Regions from separate parts of the Oncorhynchus mykiss genome. Here region 2 is linked to region 1. Evidence: chromatin contacts called from public Hi-C data. All regions are on one chromosome and are shown on one strand. The core of a region is the stretch at or near the end of the contact, and the rest is flanking DNA. Distances in the headings are between cores, read along the strand shown. Region 1 holds the start of LOC110500279 (copine-8). Region 2 overlaps LOC110500279 (copine-8).

Evidence for each region. A called contact is a pair of places that touch in the nucleus more often than the background predicts.
Region 2: a Hi-C map of liver shows a contact between it and region 1, with 4 times the contacts expected there. The contact joins the enhancer-like site here to the promoter of LOC110500279 in region 1. A contact is called at or near these places in 2 of 3 Hi-C or Micro-C datasets (blood and liver).

What each region holds. Positions count from the first base shown.
Region 1 is chr21:32,840,333-32,846,157 of USDA_OmykA_1.1, reverse strand. LOC110500279 (copine-8) reads right to left here and starts at 4,369. Exons shown (of 20, transcript XM_036957690.1): 1 at 4,091-4,369. The coding sequence starts at 4,194. LOC118942920 (a long non-coding RNA gene) reads left to right here and starts at 4,213. Exons shown (of 4, transcript XR_005038581.1): 1 at 4,213-4,322.
Region 2 is chr21:32,944,016-32,949,723 of USDA_OmykA_1.1, reverse strand. It overlaps LOC110500279 (copine-8), which reads right to left. Exons shown (of 20, transcript XM_036957690.1): 14 at 2,861-2,907; 15 at 1,802-1,983; 16 at 905-1,032. Among protein-coding and RNA genes, the nearest start is that of LOC110500280, 94 kb to the left of the region's middle. Within about 2 kb of position 4,368, at least 1 of the 11 cell types and tissues checked has an H3K27ac peak or open chromatin away from gene starts, as enhancers often do. A contact at or near this core is called in liver, where this site is marked.

The DNA of each region.
Region 1 (5,825 bases), core at 3,120-5,619:
CTGCCGCTGGAACAAGGCAGTTAACCCACCGATGGTTTTACCACAAAAAAACAATTGTTTAGGTATAGCGAATGTTCCCAGTCTGGGATCGGGACGTGCACTCTAGCACACAGCTCGCAGATACAGTGTGGGTATAACCTACACGATGAGATTATTATGGACAAAAGCGCAATATCATTTTTATTTGTCAAACAGCAGCCAAGCATCGATGATCATGTCATCAGAATAAGACCCTCGATACTTATTGAAAGGAGCATCAAGCTCATCACCTTGCACTTTCACCACCCTGTGAAGTTAATCATTATTTCATCTGAAGCCTAATCAATTGCATGCTTTCCCTTGATAGCGTGATAGTTGTTATCAGACATGTACTTCACTCACACAAAAAGGTTGGATGGAAACCTGGTTAATGTCAAGCCATTTTGAGGATGCTGGAATTATATTTTGGACGAACGTGCATATGCCTAAAGGAGACTTTTGAAGTAGCTTAAATCAGATTAAAACATCGACTGGTTGTTTTTATGCCACATATAAAAAGGTAACATATTTTCAAAGTTAAATGACAAATATTTAAACGTTTCCTGAATAAATGGGCCTGCCGGGAGCATATGTGGCATCATTACTATAAGACAACATGGGCGAACGATGAACCGCAACAGTCTGCGAATCACCAGTCTGTGCACAACACCCCCCCCCGTTCCCGTCCCCTAGCTAATGAATATCTGACATCATCCAGGCTCAAAACTGGCCATCGTCAATAACCCTATGACTGTCACCTGAAAGATGTCCAAGGCGACCCACACCTAGAGCCATGTTTCCACTCTCAGTCTTACTTTCCATTTACCCTTTCAAATTAAAGGCCACCATTCAGTTCCATAAACTAAGCAGACAGACAGGGTACAGGAGGGCTGCCAAGCCATTACACAGAGACAGAGAGAGACAGAGAGACAGATAATTTTGTTCCAACAGCCAGAGGAGAAATATTTTAACTGTTTGAAGTAACCCAACTGAAATCCAGACATTGGTTAAAATATGAATTTGTTCAGAAGGTGAAAGTGGGCTGAGGGAAGGTTTGCTTAGTTTTTCTATCCAACGTCTAGCAATGAAGCCCTTTATCTACTTTCCCAGAGTCAGATGAACTTCTGGATACCATTTTTATCTCTCTGTGTGCAGTTAGAAGGAAGTTGCCAACTGGAGTTAGCGGAATTGCTAACTAGCGTTAGCGCAATGGCGTTACCACAATGATCCCATTGAGATACATTTTTTTAAAGGAAGCATTGGCGCAGCAAGCTTTCACTGACTGTCTGGATTAGATTTGTAGATTTATAATTAAACATGTTTATTTACATTTTGGTGTTTGGAGAACACACCAGGGGGTTTCTTATCCCTGAAGTTGTGCTGTGTTTCAACCCAAAACAAACTTACTCCCTCAAACAACAGTATTTTAGGGAGTAGGGGAGGGTAAGCATTGAGAAACAGTCAGGCATGGTCAACCTGAAATAAACTCAAGAAAAAACTAGCACAAAACTTTTGGATTGATAATAGTGGCTGTCATTAAGTCAGACAATTTGTGACAGTTGTGTTGGTAAGAGGAGAGGCAGTCTCACAGAGAACGAGATGGAGAGGGAGATCTGACATCTAAGGACACTGTCAGAGTCAGTTACACACTGACAGGGAGAGAAAACCCAGGAGAGAGGGGGAAAGAGATGAGGAAGGTGAGAGAGGAAAGCGACATGGAGAGGGGACAGACATATTGACGGGTATCCAGGAAAAAGAGAGGGAAAGAGAGGAACGAGCGAAAGACAAGTGACGAGTGAGAGATGTGAGAAAAGGGGAGAAAGGGAGTGAGAAAAGGGGAGAAAGGGTACACAGCTGGGCCCAAACATGTACCCCTGGTCCCTATGGAGCTCCTGGTGCCCCCCTGCCCTCCTCTTCAATCAGAGAGGTAATGAGGCCTCCAGCTCTGACATCTGTGCTCCTATCACTGATTAGACACATCCCTGAACAAGCACTGAGAAAACCAGACACCACAGATTACCATAAGCACAGCCAGACACCACACATGAGTGATGTTCCCCTAAACAACAGGGGACCACACACTAAACTACAGTACCACAGACACAACCAGCCAGATACCACAAATCAGATTTATGTAACCTGTGCGGAAATAGCCAGATAATGCAATATCCGAACAATTCATGCATTCACACTCACAGAGAGGTAGAACCAATCACTGGATTGGGAATACAGTGCTCGTACAATAAAATACTTCCTGAAACAGTTAGGCCCGCTTTATTACAGCAAGCCAAGGATCAATTTACCCAGGAGGATCCGAGGGGTACTGAGAAATCCAGCAGAGAAGAACACCTCATCCACCAACTTATTCATATTAACTGAACTCTGGCCCACACAGAACTTTACCGTGTCATGATGACAGTAAATAGGCATAGCCCAACCTAACCAGAGCAGAGCCATCCACCTACAGTAGCCTACCATACCCACATGTAAACATGACATCAGATGACTGCAGGCAGGGAAGGAAGAGATATCTGTACTAACAGTCTGGGCCTCCATTGGAGCTCTGGGCAGAGAGAAGAAAGTAAGTCAGAATGAGAGATAGAGAGGGACTCTTATCCCTTCGTCAGACACACAGTGCGTGCATAGTGCGTGCATGTGTATACTTGTGTGTGTGTGTGTGTGTGTGTGCGTGGTGTTGTGATAGAGAGAGAGCACGAGAGATCAGAGCCTTTCAGGCACGGACACACACACACCTGGCCGCGTTACCATGGTACCTCACCTCCTCTCTGGGTTGTAATGAGTGTGAAGGCATTCCCTACAGACCCCCTCTATGCCCAGCACGCACTAGAGGTGCGTGACTCAGTACCAGAATTGACCTAGCATCCCTTATGTATATAGTGCCACAACCCTCCAGCTCTTCTTCAGAGGCTGACACATAAGAGGTATGTGACTTGTTCCCTGGAGGTGATAGAAATAACACATTTTAATGGATTGATTCCCCTAGACAAGTAGACTACTGGTTCAGCATGGTATGGTCAGATATTGTGTAACTAGTTATTGTTTATTGTGTGTGGTTATTGCGACATTTATTTCCCTTTTATTCAATTGAGTCCGTTGTGAGAGACCAAACGGGAATTTCCTTGGTAAGTAGGCCACCACTTTGTTTCACTATGACGTATTACTGAGCGCTTACAAAGTCTCGCTGTGTGTGTCGTCTTTCCTTCACGATCAGTTGTTTAAATAATGAGTGACAGTCCAGTGACAACACTACGATTCCCATTCCGGTGAGGCCAGCATTCCCTCAGTTGATCTATTCTTAAGGGACCCCTTAAATACTACATAAGGTTTGGCAGGGACGGGGGGAGCCGTTACGCAACGGGAAGCCACGGCTCCAGAGAGTCAGGGTGGGTATAAACGGGCTAGTGATACACCCTCAACCCGCACATACATTAGTCTGACTGTCGCTGCACGTAGGCTATGCTACATCAAATCACTAGCCTACTCCTGGCATATAGCTTACCTTTTGTAAAAGGTCAATGTAAATCTATTTATGTTCATCTGATCAGATCGTGAGTGACAGCCCACAACAAGCCACGGGTCAGAATAAAACAAGTGTCAAATTATTCGGTGAGAACAGCCTTCTAACATACGGCAGTATACCAAGATAGGGAATGTTGGTATTGTTGATGATGCCTATTATTAACGCCTGTTGATGTCCATTGCCAGTCCTCTAACAGGCAGAATCCCAGGTTACTGCCTATTAAATAGCTGATAGACTACAGTTCGAAAGTGAATTGTAAACTTACCACCCAAAACTAAAACAAAGTAACAACTTCAACACCTCACTCTTATCTAGATACAATGTAGCCTAAAAATAATCAGAAACAGTGCCGTTGGTTGAACAACATTGACTTTTCAAAATGTTACTACAAGCAGAACTTGTTTGACAGTTGGCCAATTGGAATGGCAGATAAAACCCGGAATACTTGCCCATACCATATCCTTCTACTGTGACAACAGTCATAACAACACCCGACAAAAAAAATGGGTTACACTGAAACCATTATCTTACCTGCAAGACACTGTGATTTCAACTTTGGTGGCGGGGATGGAAGCATTGAGCGGGTCGAAATCTCCTATCGACGCCATGTTGACAAAGCTATTACAGTTGTTCATGGTGAAAAATATTTTTGTCCAACCCCTTTCAGAGGCAACAATCGAACAAACTACACCTCCTTTAGCGAAACGAGAATGAATGCATGTGGACTGAACGAAGAGGAATGCTCCGAAGCAGGCTACTAGCGGTGGGTTGATGTCACTTCAACAGTCAGCGTCACCTACTTGCGCTGCGAGCGGAATGTGCGCCTTAGACAAAATAATTCCACAGATGCCCATCTGATAAATAGTCTACAATCATAACAGGCATTCATTCATAAGATACCTACAGTAAGGACACTAATCAAATAGGAGTTAGGCTAACACTGTCCCTGTCATGACTTATAATAATAGATAGAGCGAGTGTGTGTGTTTGTGTGTGTGTCTGTGTGTAATAGGTCTTAAAGTGTTCCAAATTATATTTTATTATTTGTTTTTCCATCATACTTTTCCCGACACCAGGAAAAGTAATTACAAAGAAAGTATGTGTTTACTATGTTTGGATAGAAGACATTTGATCCCAGGGGTGGCTCATCATTTTCATTACCCAGTATTTTTCAGGCCTGACCTCCACCTCTAAATATAGCTCAAAAACAGACCCTCTGTTAGCTGGTGAGAGAAACCATTACCACACCTTTAGGCAACCAGCCAGCACTCATCAAAGAGTTACTGTAAGTGATGCCCAAATAGATCCTTTGAAATATGTACACTCACATGCACACACACACACACAAAACACACAGTCATGACGCGGAATGCGCACATGCATGGACGCACACACATGAAACCACACACACACACACACACACACACACACACACACACACACACACACACACACACACACACACACACACACACACAGAGAGAGAGAACAAGAGAGACAGACACACACAGTACACACTACTGTATAAACATATGCATAAACCATGAAACAGCATCCATTTCCACTCATAGGTGTGAGGAATCCGGGTGAAAGTAACACGGTAGCCTATTTAACACATGACCACACAGGTCAGGAGAAAGACGATTCCATGTAGAAGTCCATGCCTGTGTCCTCTAATGTTTTATACAGTAGGCCTATTTCACTCTATTTAGTGACGTGTATGTACGGCAACAGTCTTGCGCTCTCAGACCAGGAGTAATTGACCCCACTTGTATTGAGTGCCCTCCTACACACCCCGACAGAGCAGCTTGAATATAATAAAACAGCCTATAATGTCAGCTGCCCACTCAGCTGTAACAGGTCAAAGTGTTAATGATAGTGAGTCTACTGCAAGGTATATGGGCAATCCTACTTTAAAATGTGTGCAAAAACTAAAAAATACTGATTTCACAGTTTAACAAACCATACAACAATGACTACTTTGAACAATTTCCACTGAAAAATGTACAAAAACGAATTGAGTGGAAGAACTGTGCAGATGCAAACTTTTGGTAACGGAATGATGGTAAAATCTCCCTCAAGGTTTTATGTGACCACGTTTTCCAAAAGTTATAACATGGCTCCTTGAGTTACAAAAAAATCTCTTTTGGTTATTGAAGTGTAAGGGAAGAGTATTTACACCCGTTAGCAGAATCATGGTAACATAATTACATCATGGGTCCCTGAGCTGTACTACACAGAAATGCATAATTATGGATTTGATTGT
Region 2 (5,708 bases), core at 3,119-5,618, 100 kb before region 1:
CGTGTGCGCCCACACATGTATGTGTGTGGGAAGGACTGTGTAGTCATTGTTCACTGTTCACTCACACAAACAACATGTTTACAGGTTAACTAAAGAACAGAACGTGACAAAAGTTTTTTTTTTAAATACTGTTTTATGTAACAGCTCAGAAGCACCTTTTATGGGACTCAATTAACGTTAAAGTTCTACAGTGGAATGTTGTCACACTGATTATTTGTGAGATTATCTCTGTGAGCTGTGCTTGTGAGCTGAGTAGCATAGTCACACTTAAGAATTGAAGAATCTCGGTTAAGTGTCCGTTAGTCTGACCGTGTGGCCGAAACACTGTCACCAACTTATACTCAGCATAATACTCTGTGAGTTATGTGCCGAAACATCTACTTGCACTTATAAAAGTTGATCCATCTCAGTTAACTCTCTGTTAGTAGGCAGACTTCCTCTGTCGTCCTTTCTGCTCTCAGGGAAACGACTCAATCGCAACACACAGCCTGCGTCGCGAAAGGCTCATTGGAACGCAGAGGACAGAGAATCGATACACACGTTCAGGCCATTTTAGTTAGTATTGATCTACTCAGGACTCAGGAATCATGACATATGGCTCTATATAGACATATGGCTCTCTCATGCCTGGGAGATTTAGGTGTGCATTGGTAGGAATGTGATCTGAAATGTAATGAAGGAAGACCTGTAGATGTCGCCCTCTTTTTTTTATCACCCTGCTATGTGTATCCAGTCAGTTCAGGGAGTGAATCTAAAGACTCCACAATAGAAAATCGCGGGTAATATCATTTTCAAATCATAAATTGAATTTCAATTTGGTTCACAGATTCACTGAAATTAATCGAAAACTGAAGTGACCTTAAAGCTGTTTCAAGTACAGCTGTGTTCCTCATTGCCCCCTTACCTGGCCACATGGTTGATGACAGGAGAAAAGTTGGTTGGGCCGTAGAGGCAGACAGACTTCAGGCTCTGGTAATATGCCTCCATCACTCCATCTATACCTGCACAGTATGGGTTTTGGGGGTTGCCATTCTGGAAGACACAAAAAGAGAAGGAGGGTAGTTAAACATCTTTCATCAATCCCAGTTTTTCTAAAAATAAAAATGTATGATCTTTCTAATTAAATTCTGAAGCAGGGGAATGAAGTAGGAGAACTAGGAAAGAAGAGACAGAGAGGAGGATAAATACACAGCTTTCATCAATACAACTTTATAGGCCCAGTCAGAGATATGGGAAATCCCTGCTGAGCATGCTGGAGGCATGTTCCTGTCTGAGTGGTATCCTACTGTTTACAGTACTCTGTAGAGCTGAAGACGGAAGGAGAGCGAGGGGGAGGGAGGGCATGGGAGGGAGGGCTGTCTGTGATCAATGTTTTTCTTTACAGAGAGGACAGTTACTGTTCTCCTTGGCAGTCATAGAGCTCAGTGGTAGTATTTTTTTTTTTTTAGGACTTGGCATCCTAAGCCTCTACAATACAGCCACTAAGTAGACATTGGAACTTTGAGCCTCTGCCTGGAGTGCCAGATAGGTGGAGTTTGCTTAGGGTTTTGCCGCTCTTTCACTTGTCTAATTGCTTACGTTTCGATTGGTGCATCTGCAGCTTTTAACCAGATATAAACAAAACAAACCTGTAACCACGGCAAACGGATTAAGTACATGTGCTCCATGCAGGGAGAAAACCCAAAATTTAACCAACCGAGCCAGGACTGAACAACTCTGGTGTTGGGGTACCCATCCAGCCTCTCTGAAGCCAAGAGCAGGGATTATCTTATCAGGGTTTAGGGGGTTAGAGGTCACTCACCAGGGCGAACTCATGTGAGACTCGTCCGTCGGGGGGCAGCTTGGCTCCGAAGCCCAAAGCAGGGAACATCTTATCACTGTCGTAGTCCTGGATGATCTCCCCTACAGCCTTCAGGGCCATGGCGTAGGCATTCATCTGGTAAGGACTCATGTAGTGGAGGGAGGTGGGCTGGGCTGGGTTGCCTGGGAAACAGGTACAGTAATGGTAAATAATGGGACAGTAATAACAAGGTACAATAATGGAACAACAGAGCCAGATATAGAAAGGAACGGCTGTGTCTCAAATCTAACTCCATTCCCCATTTAGTGCACTGCTAGCCCATGCTGTTTATGGTAGAAAGTGGTGCATTATATGTGGAATACAGTGTTATCTGAATTTTGCCCATACTTTTGCCCAGAAAGGTAGTTGAGTGTTCAACCAAAAGGCTGATATTTTTAGACAGCATAATACACCATTTCACCTTAGACCGTGTTAGATCTCTTTCCCTGCCTTTCCCTCTATATAAGACTCTGGGTAGTGGGTACAGTACGAGTGACATGCATAACTACATGACCAACATGAGCAGGAGAATCATTTCACTTTATAGCACACTGGCTGTAGTGGTTATGAGCATAGTGACATGAACTTTAGATCTTTTAACGGCCCTATTGGACACACATCCATAACATCAGCTCCTACACATCATATATTGGACCTCGTCAAATAAAAACAAGGAAGCAATAACCCTACGCTCATGAGTTATCAGTGGGTCTAAGTTTGAATTGAACCATCTGCTGTTATCTAAGAGATATGGTAGTCCCAGTCAACCTCACTATAACGTCTAAGAGACGGGTCATTTCCTTCCAGCCTTGCTATAACAGGTACACATTAAAATATACAAGAGAGGCACATTCATTCCTGTTATCACCACTAAGCTATCATCTCTTTTACAGCATTAGGTTTTAGCCTGCCCTACAATAATGGAGTAGGGCTATTACAGATCACCCCATATGCATACATTTAAACAGCCCTGGTCGAGCATTACGAGAAGTGTTGAGTGTGTGTGTGTGAGTTGCTCACCGTTTGAAGCGGTGAAATCAATTGCCACTGTGAAATTAATCTGGGTCCTGGAAGGTAAAAGCAAGACGAGATTAATTATTAATTTACCACACGCTAGCATAGACACACACACACACACACACCATAAACCATTGGCTTAATGAACTTTAGTAAACACAATAATGTTCTGATTATCATAGCTCAAGCAAGCAGGCAAGTTGAAACCACTCCTTGCCCTTGGTGCCTGAAGAAACAAAATCTAATTTAAATAGAGAACTTTCTAATCCCAAAAAGTCAAGACAAAAAAACAGGTTCAACAGATGAGCGCACACAGTGCTGATGTGTGCTGTGTGTGCCGTGCGCTGTAGCTCACACATCCTCTTGTCCTCTCCACCACCTCCTGTATTTGAATAGATCAGGTACTGTAAGGAACCATTGGACTTGTCACCCTGTGACGCAATGTGGAGTGCACTGCACAGCCCGCAGACACATGTTAGTGCAGCAGACCTGAAGAAGCTTGTTTACTCATTGTGAGGGAGGGGGAGAACCAGACCAGGGGTTCTGTGCTCTCCTCTCCCCAGCTCTGAGCCACTCTGCCTGTGTTGGCTGTGGTTCAGGTCAGGCTAGGAGCCATGAGGCGGGTATGGATGGATAGGGCCCTGGTCGGGCTTTGCGCTACTCTCTAGTACACACAGACACACACAGCCTGGATCTACTGCTGGGAGAGGAAGGGGTGGGTGGGGAGTGATGCCTGAAGTACGGCACTGTCGCCTCATGTTAGGGCAGATAGAGTCTGGGAGGGGAGGAGGGGAGAGGGAGGATGAGAGGAGGGAGGAATAAGGAAGGAGCAGAGGGATGCTTGCATCATTCCCCCCGAGTTAAATCACAAATGTAGTGTTAAATCACTAATTTACGCTTCGTTTTGCATGCATGCTAAGAATGTGTTTGAGCCCATTTCTCATTATATATATTTTTTTCAACCCAATTTCGTGATATCCAATTGGCAGTTACAGTCTTGTCCCATCGTTGCAACTCTCGCAAGGACTCGGGAGAGGCGAATGTTGAGAGCCATGCGTCCTCTGAAACACGACCTCCACCATGCCGCACTGCTTCTCGACACATTGCTCGCTTAACCCGGAAGCCATTGAGCTCATTTCTTAAATAATATTTGTGTAGGAGTAAAAAGTTCCATCTGCTAGTGTAAGTCAATGTGCACATTATACTGGGCTATCCTGCATCAAACATATCATGTTTTAACTTCACTGAATTGTAATGTAACTCATGTTACATTAATTCAACTATTTTTTTCCCTCAGTACAATTCATTGCCAAGATGTACCACTCAATATTTAAGAGCATTGGTATGCTGCAGAAGTCAGTGGAGAGGAGACAGTTTAATATTCAGAGAAAGGAACAGGGAGTCAAGTATTCAATGAGAAGAGGAGGTGAGACAGTGGTGTATTGGAGTCATATCTGGTCCAGCTCTCTGTGCCAAGAGGGAGACAGACAGACTGGCCCACCAGCCTGAATTATGGATCTCTCCTCAAACACACACACACACCCACACACTGAGAGTTTCCACCTTGCTCAGAGTGTGAGGACAGCCAGAAACAGGGGAAGGAGATGGATAAAGAGAAGAAAAAAAAAGAGGAGTAGAGAAATGTATCCTAGTCTGAAATGAAATATTACTCAGTCATTTCCATATACCTCAGAGACTGTAAATCAGTGGAGATACAATCTAATTATTCCCATTACAATGCAGAGGACTCTTGCTAAAGGTCAGCTGAAGCTTCTGCACCAATCACCGATGAGTGTGCACAGTGAGGTAAGAGTGAAACATCACCCCATTGGCTCCAGGTGTTGCTCCTGGCGATGCATGTTCCAGGAAAACTAGCCAGCCCGTTCTGACCTTAAAGGGGCAATCAGCAGTTGCGACATCAATTTTTTCACTAATAAATTAATGATATGTACCCATTTGTTCTTAAAGAATATCACTTATAAATAACTCATGAGCTTAGTTCAACTGTTGTACCCTCATCAGTACCCAAAATATAAGCTTGTTTGTAAACCAATGTTGGTAAACAAAGTAAATGCAAACAAACACTGTATAGCCTCAAAACATTGTTAAAACAATAAAGCTGATATCATGGATGGTCATCCATATATATGTCTATGAATTTGAGACAGTTAACATTTCTCCAGCCCCATCCCTCAGCTTTTTACCAAAATAGGGCTTTGTTATTGCTTCTACTGCTTATCGCCGCTTTAACCCAGCTCAAACAGCTCAAACAGATACGGAGAGAGAGAATTTGACTTTTAATATGGTCAATTTTTTAGCTAAGCTTGCCTTGAAACGTTATCTAAAAGCAACATTAAAGTAACGGATAGAAATTCAGCTCTTCTCAAGTGACGGTAAAGCAGGAAATCCCTAAGGAAGTGACTATGAGGACTTCATAGCAAACCATTTCATGTCTGCCTGTGTTATTAGCTGGATCATTATCAGAGAGAGGAGAGGAGAAGCCGAGAGAGGAGAGGAGAGTGGAAGAGAGGAGATGGGGAGTGGGAGGAGGTAGGGGGCAGAAAGGGGAAGAGAGGGGGGGGGGGGATTTTCTCATGCTAAACAAACATCTAACATACTATGACTAACATACTGTCCCTTCCAGCCTTGTCTATGAGTAGTGATTCATAATAAGTAAATAGCACTACTGTTGGAGTGTTATTGTATTAGTGGCATCCATCTGCCCCTGCCAGCGGACATGGGAAACCCTGTAGGAGTAATTCGTACTGGTCCTGTGGCTAATTAAAATCTTCATCTGACCCCACTTGATTGTTTCATGCATAAATTAGGACTCCATCTCCCCAAGCGTAAG